Linked DNA regions of Canis lupus: region 2 is linked to region 1. The links are chromatin contacts, called in public Hi-C maps. All regions are on one chromosome and are shown on one strand. Each heading gives the region's core, a stretch centred on a gene start, on an enhancer-like site or on the middle of the called end of the contact. The rest is flanking DNA. Distances are from core to core; before and after follow the strand shown. Region 1 has its middle 33 kb from the start of MASP1. Region 2 holds the start of RTP4 (receptor-transporting protein 4).

The links. A called contact is a pair of places that touch in the nucleus more often than the background predicts.
Region 2: a Hi-C map of liver shows a contact between it and region 1, with 2.6 times the contacts expected there. The contact joins the promoter of RTP4 here to the enhancer-like site in region 1. A contact is called at or near these places in 4 of 9 Hi-C or Micro-C datasets (amygdala, blood and liver).

Annotation. Positions count from the first base shown.
Region 1 is chr34:19,963,666-19,968,023 of UU_Cfam_GSD_1.0, forward strand. No RefSeq gene overlaps it. Among named protein-coding and RNA genes, the nearest start is that of MASP1, 33 kb to the left of the region's middle. Within about 2 kb of position 1,691, at least 1 of the 20 cell types and tissues checked has an H3K27ac peak or open chromatin away from gene starts, as enhancers often do. A contact at or near this core is called in liver, where this site is marked.
Region 2 is chr34:20,008,893-20,013,641 of UU_Cfam_GSD_1.0, forward strand. RTP4 (receptor-transporting protein 4) reads left to right here and starts at 2,417. Exons shown (of 8, transcript XR_005383874.1): 1 at 2,417-2,549.

The DNA of each region.
Region 1 (4,358 bases), core at 441-2,940:
TGGACACTTACTGGGGATGAATTTTATGGTATATAAATTATAACTCAATGACACAAGTCAGCTAATAGAAATAAACTTAAATGATAAAAATGATAAGGGATTTGTTCGCTTGTGTGCTTTGGGCGTGATGAGGTCATTCCAAACTACCTCTTGATCAGTCTCTATCTCTCTTACACCCATGGCAGCATTACACATGGATATGTTACTTATAAATGATTAACCATTTGAAAAGATTATAATATATATATGGTGATTTATATTGAAAACTAAACCCATATAAGAAAAGGAGTTTAGGGGTGTCTGGGTGGCTTGGTCTGTTAAACATCTGACTTGATTTAGGTTTAGGTCATGATCTCATGGGTTGTGGGATCGAGCCCCATGTTGCGCTCTGTGCTTAGCAGGGTTTCTGTTTGAAGATTCTCTTCTTCCGCCCCACCCCTCCTCTCAAATAAGTAAATAAATCTCAAAAAAAAAAAAAAAAAAGAAGGGGAAAAGAAAAGGAATTTATAAATCTAAGCAAGTCTTCCAAAACTTGTATAGGCGATACCAACCCCTGGCATTGGTATACCACAATAAGCCATAGTTTCAAGCATGTAAGTGTCAAACTCACTAAAGGCACAGTCTGTTGGTTCTGAATAGTTGTGAAGCACAAGGGAGAATGTTCTGTGACTCCTTAGTGGCTTAGGATGGGAACCAGATACATCCAAAGATTTCCTTGCCACTTCAGTGGCTTCCAAACCTCTCACTGTGGTTCATTGACAGTTCCCTACCCTCAAGAGCTACACAATCAGAATCTCCTGGAGGCCAGAAGGTCTTGGGGATCTTGCAAAACTCCCTGGGTGGTCAGGGAGATTTGTGAGGTTTGTTTGATGGAATCAGCACAATCAGTTTTGAGATCGATCACAAAAAACTGGCTTCCTATTATGGTTAAAATATCAAGGTTTGCAAATGAGTTACTTTATTTTTTATTTTTATTTTTAAAGATTTTATTTATTTATTTGAGACAGAGAGAGCAGGGGGAGGGGGAGAGGCAGAGAGAGAGGGAGAAGCAGGCTTGAACCCAGGACCCTGGGATCATGACCTAAGCTGAAGGCAGATGCTTAACCGACTGAGCCATACAGGTGCCCCTAATAAGTTATTAAAAGACATTTATAAACCAGAGTATAGGCTGGGGTGTCTCAACATTCACACCACCCACTCTTTCTCACCCTCACATCTTTAGAAAAAGGTGGAGTAACAGTTGGTGGGCTAGAATTTTGCAAGTCCTGGGATCTCACATTGGTAACCTCAGATCCTTAGCTTTTAAAGCCTCATAATCCTTTTCAGTAAAATAGAGACTATCTTCAATTAATTTTTTAAACTGTTGACTGCTATGGGGTCAAGTGCTTGCAGAAGCTAATTTTTAACCAGGTGCAGAGTTTATGTTTGCCTGATTAAAACTGGGTTTTGGTTCTTTACTCTAGACTCTTAACATCTTTTTGAATCTTCATTCAGTTACTTAATGAACTTAGCTATTTCTCCCAGATTTATATCAACTCAGATTTTGGCCAAGTGAGTTGATGTGTTTATGGTATTTCTCTTCTTTGCACCTAATTTGAATCAACCTGTGAACCAGTTTTGGAGCACACCTTTCCCCTCCCCCTCCCCACTGGCCTCAGGGGAGGAGAGGCTCGACCTCTCCCCTGCTCCAGCTCCTCCCCAGGACAATCCCTTCTTGGGTCATCCCTCCCTCCCAGATCCTCTGCTGGGATCTCCACCCACTCTGCCTCCACAGGAGAGAGATAGTCAAGTGTCTCCTCCTGAACACCCAAATCCTTCTCTGGCACCTATTTCCTTCCTCATCCAGCGCCATGTCTTTCCTCATTTCCTTTCCAGGCCCAGCTACTGGAGGGAGGAAGAGCCCCTGACTGTCAGTACTCCTCCAGTTACTTCTGAGCCTCTGTTGTCTGGCGCTGTCCCCACTATTCCAGCAAAACCTCCTGCTGGATAGTCATTAAGGATTTCCTCATCGCCCAAAGCCAATCAACCCATTTTTCTGTTCATACCTAATTTAACTTTCTTGGGGAGTTTGCTTTGGGGGACCATTCTCCTTAAAACAGCTTTCCTGTGGTCTTACAGGCGCTGCTTATTCTCTTGTCCTTTGCCACCCCTCCATTGTTCCTCCTCGGCTGCCACCACAAGGCATCTTTTTCACAGCCCATCCCTTACGGTGTGGCCTTCTGTCCTTAGCCCTTGTTTCCTCTCATTCTTTTCCAGAGCTCCTTCAAGGGTGGCCCTTGACCATTTGTACCAGAAACACCCAAAATGCTTAATTCTTGCTGAAAGTGCCAAATCCTGGGACTGCAAGCCCAGACTTACTGAATCAGAATCTGTGGAGGGGCCCTGGGACTCTGCATTGTAAGACCTCCATTTCACTGTTGTCCTTAAAATCCTTTGCAGGCACCTCACCTCTGGAAACCGAGGCAAAGCTCCCACATGCTGGCGTTAGAAGTCCTTGTGACCTGGCCTCTCTGGGGCTCCTGGGTTTGCCTTTGCGACCCACAACTATAGGGTGCATTCTGTACTCCAGATGTGCTCTTAACACACTTACTTGTTCACACCTCTGGGCCTGGTTGTTTCTACTGCCAGATGTCTTCCACCAAGAGTCACCCGAGTTCACCTTGAACATCACAGCATCACCCCAATGTCTCTTTGCCCTTAGGGCACCTGTGTGTAGGACTCTCTGCACAGTATTGTGATCCGTGATTGACCTTGCTGGACCTCCTCTCTGATTCTTCAGTCCCACCACGTGATAGGGACCATGTCTTTTCTCTCCAGGACCCTGAAGTATAGGAGGTGCACAGCACAGAACAGGAAGACAGTGGTCCTGACGACAGGTGCAGTGACGGTGCTCCTTGCCCACATGCATGCTGCACTGCTCACCTGTGTGATGGGGGACTTCACGCACCTGTTCATGCATCCCAGGCTCCAGGCTGGGTCTTGGGTCACAAGAGTCCAAACAGTTTCTGCTCTCAAAGATCTCTTGTTGAGTGAGAAAAGTCAGCAGGACAGCCTGGGTAGCAAAGGCTGTTGCAGAGGGAAACTTCAGGAACTGTAGGAGCACAGAGGAGGACAGTTAGCACAGACATTGGCTCCAGATGGAAAATTCCTGTCCCAGATAAAGAGTGAAGTGGTGGGAAAAGTTAACGTTGCTCAGGGTGGGAAAGTGCTCTGGAAGGAGAGTGTGGAGGCCTAAGCTTCAAGGTCGGCTCTGCCACTGATCCGCCACCAATCACATCCCTGAGCCTCAACCTCCATGCAGGTGAAGGGAGGAGTTTAAACTGAATTCAGTTTTGAATTAGGTAAAAAAGAAAAGAAATACAAACAATGCCATTATGTGTTGTAAAAGGTGGGTTCATGAGTGGTGACCACCAGATGGCACCAGAGGATCACTTTTAGCACAAACTGGCTTTTGCCTGGTAACTGAACCCTCAAGGGGGTGGGCTGGGTCCTGCAGGATTTGAGGTAATAGATGCCACAGGCTCGAGGTCTGGCCTCTATGTAAAGCTCTTTTGAGACATATGAGCGGAAATTCTCACTTAAAACACCTCACTTTGGGGGAACTAGGCATTAGTTGTCTGTAAATAAAGTTTAAATGCAGCTCCTTCGATGCCCGCGGACGTCCTTTGGAGCCGGTTCCGGCATCCGCAGGCCGCAGCTCTGGTTCTGAGCCCACGGGCTGGATACATGCTGGACACACGGAGGGAGAGGTGTGGCTCGGCTCCCAGTGGGACGACCTGCCCACCCCTCGCTCTGTGGGGGGCAGGCACTGACCACAGGAAACAGCATTTGCAAAGGACAATGTCCTATCCCTGGGGCTTCGAGCAAAGCTTAGCAGCTGGGAAGCTGACACGTCTATTCTAGATGCTGATGTGGCTGGATTTGGATCAGAGATCCCTGTCAGGATCTGATGAAAACCACGGACCCTCTCCTGGAGAACATTCACGAAGTGCATGTTATTTCAATTGCTTCCAGCCCTTGGCTTAGGGACTCGGGCCATGGCCCATTCAGGGTTCCCCATGACCTTAAGGACCCAATGTTGCGTGGTCGTTCTCGACCATCAGCTGTGCACATTAGCTTCCTAATTTCCAGGAAGACTCTCTCCTCCTGAGATGGTTATTTCCTCCAGAGAACAAGCAGTGGCAACGACAGGGCCTGAGTCTTAGGGAGGCGAATATCTAACCCGCGGACCGGGCGCAGGTCAGTTAGAACTCTGATGTGTCTGGATCTGGGTTTTCGTGGGAGCACTTCAGCTGCCCAGAGGGCTGCCAATATTCCCAGCTGAGCCCTGCCTGCTGGGAACCGACCTCTGCTGCAGA
Region 2 (4,749 bases), core at 1,167-3,666, 46 kb after region 1:
GTGGAGGGGCTTCCCCAGGCCGCCACGGTAGGGGGTGGAGGAACTGGGATGCACCCCGGGGCAGGCTGGCTCTGTGCTATGCTCTGCATTAAAAGGATAAGCCAAGAAAAGTGAGACAGGGAAGTTGAAGGTAGATGCTCCTTCACTGATCTGTCTTTCTTGCTATCCTGAGAATAAGGATGAGCAGATTCTAGGTATTTAATGATGTGTCATCTGCTATTTTAAAGACAACTGTCTAATTCTGCTTTCCCTGTTGTAAGTAGTTGTGAGTAGTCATAATGTGCAGTATAGGGGCTGGGTGAGGAGAACCTGCTCCTTCTATTACATTCTGGGACAACGTGGTCTTAACGCCTTCCTTCTTCCCCTCCAGGTGACCCTTTGCTGAGTTGTTCTAAGTGGAGTAGTAGTCCTTCTTAGGATATACCCAGGAGCGCCAGCCCAGAGGGTGCAACCCTTAGAAGAGCAGCATGAAGACCCCCCACTCAGGTTCCTCAAAATTGCTCCTTCTGTCTTCTGCTTGTTCTTCTACCATTAGTAACCCATTCCTTCTTTAGACAAGCTCACACTTTCAGGAGATTTAGTGTAGCCTCAGAGAAGTTTAAGGCCTGGCTCTGCCACTTATTAGGTCATCCTGGAGTCCAGGAGGTGAAGATGTGTCTGGTATCCCGAGCACAGCAGGCACTCAAATTGTAGTATTAATTTCTCCTTATTCTGAACCCCCAAGGCAGGGTAAATGGACTTAGCTTAGGGGTCATCCAGTCTCATCATTTCCCAGATCAACCACGTCCAAAAATTTTTGTATCTGTTCTGCATGTGCCTATAGAGTTTCTGCTAGTTGAAGGGATGTTTAAAAATATAAGTAAAATTATTGCTATTCTAGGGACTACATTTCTTTCTCCCTCTCTGTCTCTTTTTAATGTGAGGCTTGAACTCAAAACCTGGAGATCAAGACCTGAGCTGAGATCAAGCCTCGGATGCTTAACTGAGCTGAGCCACCCAGGGGCCCTGGGACTACACTTCCTGTTTCTTGTTTCTCTCCTTTAACCAAACCAAATCCCTCCAGCTCCTTCCACCCCTGAGCTAGAGCAACTACAGAAATAAATTATCAAGTGGATGACTGCCATAAAGAGAAAAAATTAATTCCTAAGGGCTTTCCAGGCTTCTCTCAAATCCTGTGGGTCCAATTCCAAGCTCCTAAAATTATCTGGGTACACAAGAGTTTTCTACATCATCTGTGTAGACATAGGTGCCCTCAATGTGTAAAGTTAGAAAAGCAGAGAGTTTGTATAAAACAGAATATCCGGGGAGGGAGGGAAGAAGAGGAGCATGTGAAAGTCTAGAAGGCCAGAGAAGGTTTAGGCTGATCCTGTCTGAGCCATGCTAACCCTAATGGGGCTTCCAAGGACATAAGGTCCTGCTTGTCGTTTTCTCCCCTATTTGAGTTTAAAATCCAGAGGGACAGAGCTCACTTTTTAGAATCTTGGAGTCTAAGTTAGAAGTGACTTGAAGGTCATCTGGTTCTGGTCCCCCACCCTCTGAGTGGGAATTCTCTCTATCCTGTCCCTGAAAGACGGCTCCCACACCTGCTTGCATCCTGCCCTGCAAGATAATTTACATGGCAAATGGCAGAGTTAAATAGCTTGGTGTCCTGCCCCAGGACCCAGGAGATCTCACTAGACCTAACCACTGGGTCAGGGTTCAAGATGGTCCTCCCACCCTGGCTCCAGAGTGACAGCCTAGAACCTGAAATACCATCCTCAGCTTCTTCTCAGGGACATCACAGGTTTTAGAGCCCCACAGGCCTGGGTTCAAGTCTCACGAGCCTACACTGCGCAATGGCTGTGTGGCTTTGGGCAAGGCGACCCACTCCTCTGTGCTTTCACTTGCAGAAGACGAGGAATAATCCCCCCATGGGATGTGGTGAGGAGTCACCGGTGCCCGAGACAGCATCGGACACAGGCTCCCCCAGCTGCCTTCTCGTGTCTGCGCAAGAGTGTGAGCATCCATGTGGGTAGAAACCACTGCTCGGTGGCATCTATCCCAGCGCTGAGCATAGTGCTTTGCCTGGTGTAAACATAAGAGAAAAATAAAATCCCCAGGGCACTTCCAGGTGCCTCCAGAATCTAGAACAGAGCTCTGCTCTCAGATCCCTCTCGGCAAGGCCTGTTCACAAACTGGCAAAACTCTGCTGCCCTCTGTCTTCGAAACGAAAACCTGTTCTGTGGGCTCCAACAGTGGAAAACGAAACTTAAGAAGACAGCCGATGCATTCCAGGCTGAGAAACCGAAACTGAGGTAGTTTTTGCTTTTTTTCTTTCTCCCTTCCCCTCTTGCCGCTTGCCCAGTACAACGGAGCTCCTCACTAGGCATGGCTTCCCAGCCTCAAGGGAAGCAAACGGTGTCAGACGTCCGGACATGGGAGCAGACATTTCAAGAACTGATGCAGCAGGAGAAACCTCGGGCCAGGTGGACTCTGAAGCTGGATGGGAAACTCGAGCCAGACTGCCTTGCAGAAGGGTGGAAGCAGTACCAGCAAAAAGGATTTGGCAGGTGAGCCAGGGTTTGCCTCTTGGCAGGCCTTCTTGGGCACAGGGGGGTCAAGCTCAGCAGCCATTGACTGCTTTTTTGGAGAGCTCCTTCTAGGAACAAATGTCACCAGGACCTCCATCCTTTCATGGTCACAGTGATCTTGTGGTTGGCAATACCTCCAACTTGCTTAGCTGGAGGGACTTTCCTCTTTTGCTAGTTTTCCTCCCTAAACGTTTCTGGAAGTCCCCAAGGCTTGCTTCCATATTCCATAAACCTGCCCTCCCCATTCCCCACCACCTCCTGTTCCAGAGTGCCTCCATCCAGACACTTCTGCTATTTCTGCCCCCAGTCCAGATGGGCAGCAGCCCTCCTGGTTCAGCCCCAGCCTGGGACCAGGGCCTTCCTCGAAAGAGCCAAGACTTGGAGGGAGGCTACACAATCACTTTGACCCTGACTTTGCTCAAAGCCTGGGGATAAGAGAGGGAATGATGCAACAAGCAAGACATCTAAAACCTAGATCCTGGAGTCCCTAAGTCACACCCTCCCCTCATGGGTGATCTTCCTCTTTAGCCTCCAGAGTCTGTTCCTGCAGAGCCTGTGCTGGGGGTAAGGGTGGGGCGGTGGTGAGAAATGCTGACCTAGGCAACCGGGTCTCCTTTTAGGGGGCACACAGGGACCTTCGCTCTACTTTCCACCTTACTTGTCCTGTTTTCCTCTCTGCTGCACCCTGACTCCATCTGTCCTCTGCTCCATCTTTTGGATTATGAACCGTGCTGGTGCGTTTTCAGACTTCTATTTCCTTATCATGACACTCTGCCTGTTTGGCAGGCCCTTTCCTCCCTCCCTTGTGCTCATCCTTCAAGGACCAGCTCAAGGGCCGCCTCCTCCTTAAAGCGTTCCCTGGTCTTCCGAGGCAGTGTTCCTTCTTCTACATTCCCATAGATAATGGGAATAAATATACGTATTTAAAAACAGTCTGCTTATCCCTTTATGACTCAGTTTCCTTATCTGGATATTGGGCTCAATAATGCCTACCTCGGAGGGGACCTTTAAAGATGAAGGGGGATAACACTGCAGCCCTTATTACAAGGCCTGCCTCAAAGTAGTTATTTTATATGTTTTTTTTTTGTGATTATTAGGAGGTCCAAATTTGGCTGGCAGATGGCAAAACCACTTTTCCCTCTGAGACATCAGAGATATCTTACTAGCAAAGAGGTAAACTTCAGACCATGTAGGGTGGAAGCTCAGCAGATCACAGGAAAAAGCTTTATCAGAAACACAATCCCCGGGTGCCAGGGCGGCTCAGTTGGTTAAGCGTCTGCCTTCAGCTCAGGTCGTGATCCCAGAATCCTGGGATCAAACCCCACAGCGGACCCCCTGCTTGACGGGGACCCCCTGCTTGACGGGGAGTCTGCTTCTCCCTCTATCCCTCCCCCACTGCTTGTCCTCTCTCTTTCTCAAATAAATAAATAAAATTTTTAAAATGAAAAACAAAACAAAACCCTCAAGCCTCCCAATCCCTCTCAGTCTTATTTGGCAATTTGTTAACATCATCTACACTTTTTTTAATTGGAAGAGATCTTAGAGATTGAAGCCAGACCCACCTCCTTCAGGTCCATGATCACCTGAAGGCACAACAGCCTCCTTCCTTCTGTCTGCAGGTTTCAGTGTTCCTCATGCCAGCGAAGTTGGGCTTCTGCTCAAGTGCTTATCTTATGTCACATGTACCTGGAGCACCAGAAGTCCCAGGGCCAGGTGATTATGCGGCTCTTTGCTCAGAGGTGCAAGAAGTGTTCCTGGTCTCGATTTGAGGATCCTGAGTTCTCCCCAGAGAGTACCATGAGGATTCTGAAAAATGTGGTGCGGCGTATTCTGGAGAAATTCTACGGGAATGGCTTTAGGAAGTTTCCAGAGCTACCCATCATCAGGGAGGTGCCTTTGGATGGGTCCCATGACACAATCAATTGTGAAGCATGTACTCTGGGCTACTGTTTACTGAGGTCACGAAACAACACAACAGAGCCATCAATATCGCCATTCTCCTGTACAGATAATAGGAGTTCCTCTTCTCACATTGGTGACGTGTCCAGCCAAAACCAGGAGTGTGGGAATTACTATGGCTCTAAGGGGTCAGGGCCCAGCCATACCACTACTGAGACCCAAGCACCTGGGGCAGGCACTCAGCCCAAAGGGGAGACTAGTAGACCACCCACCCCAATGG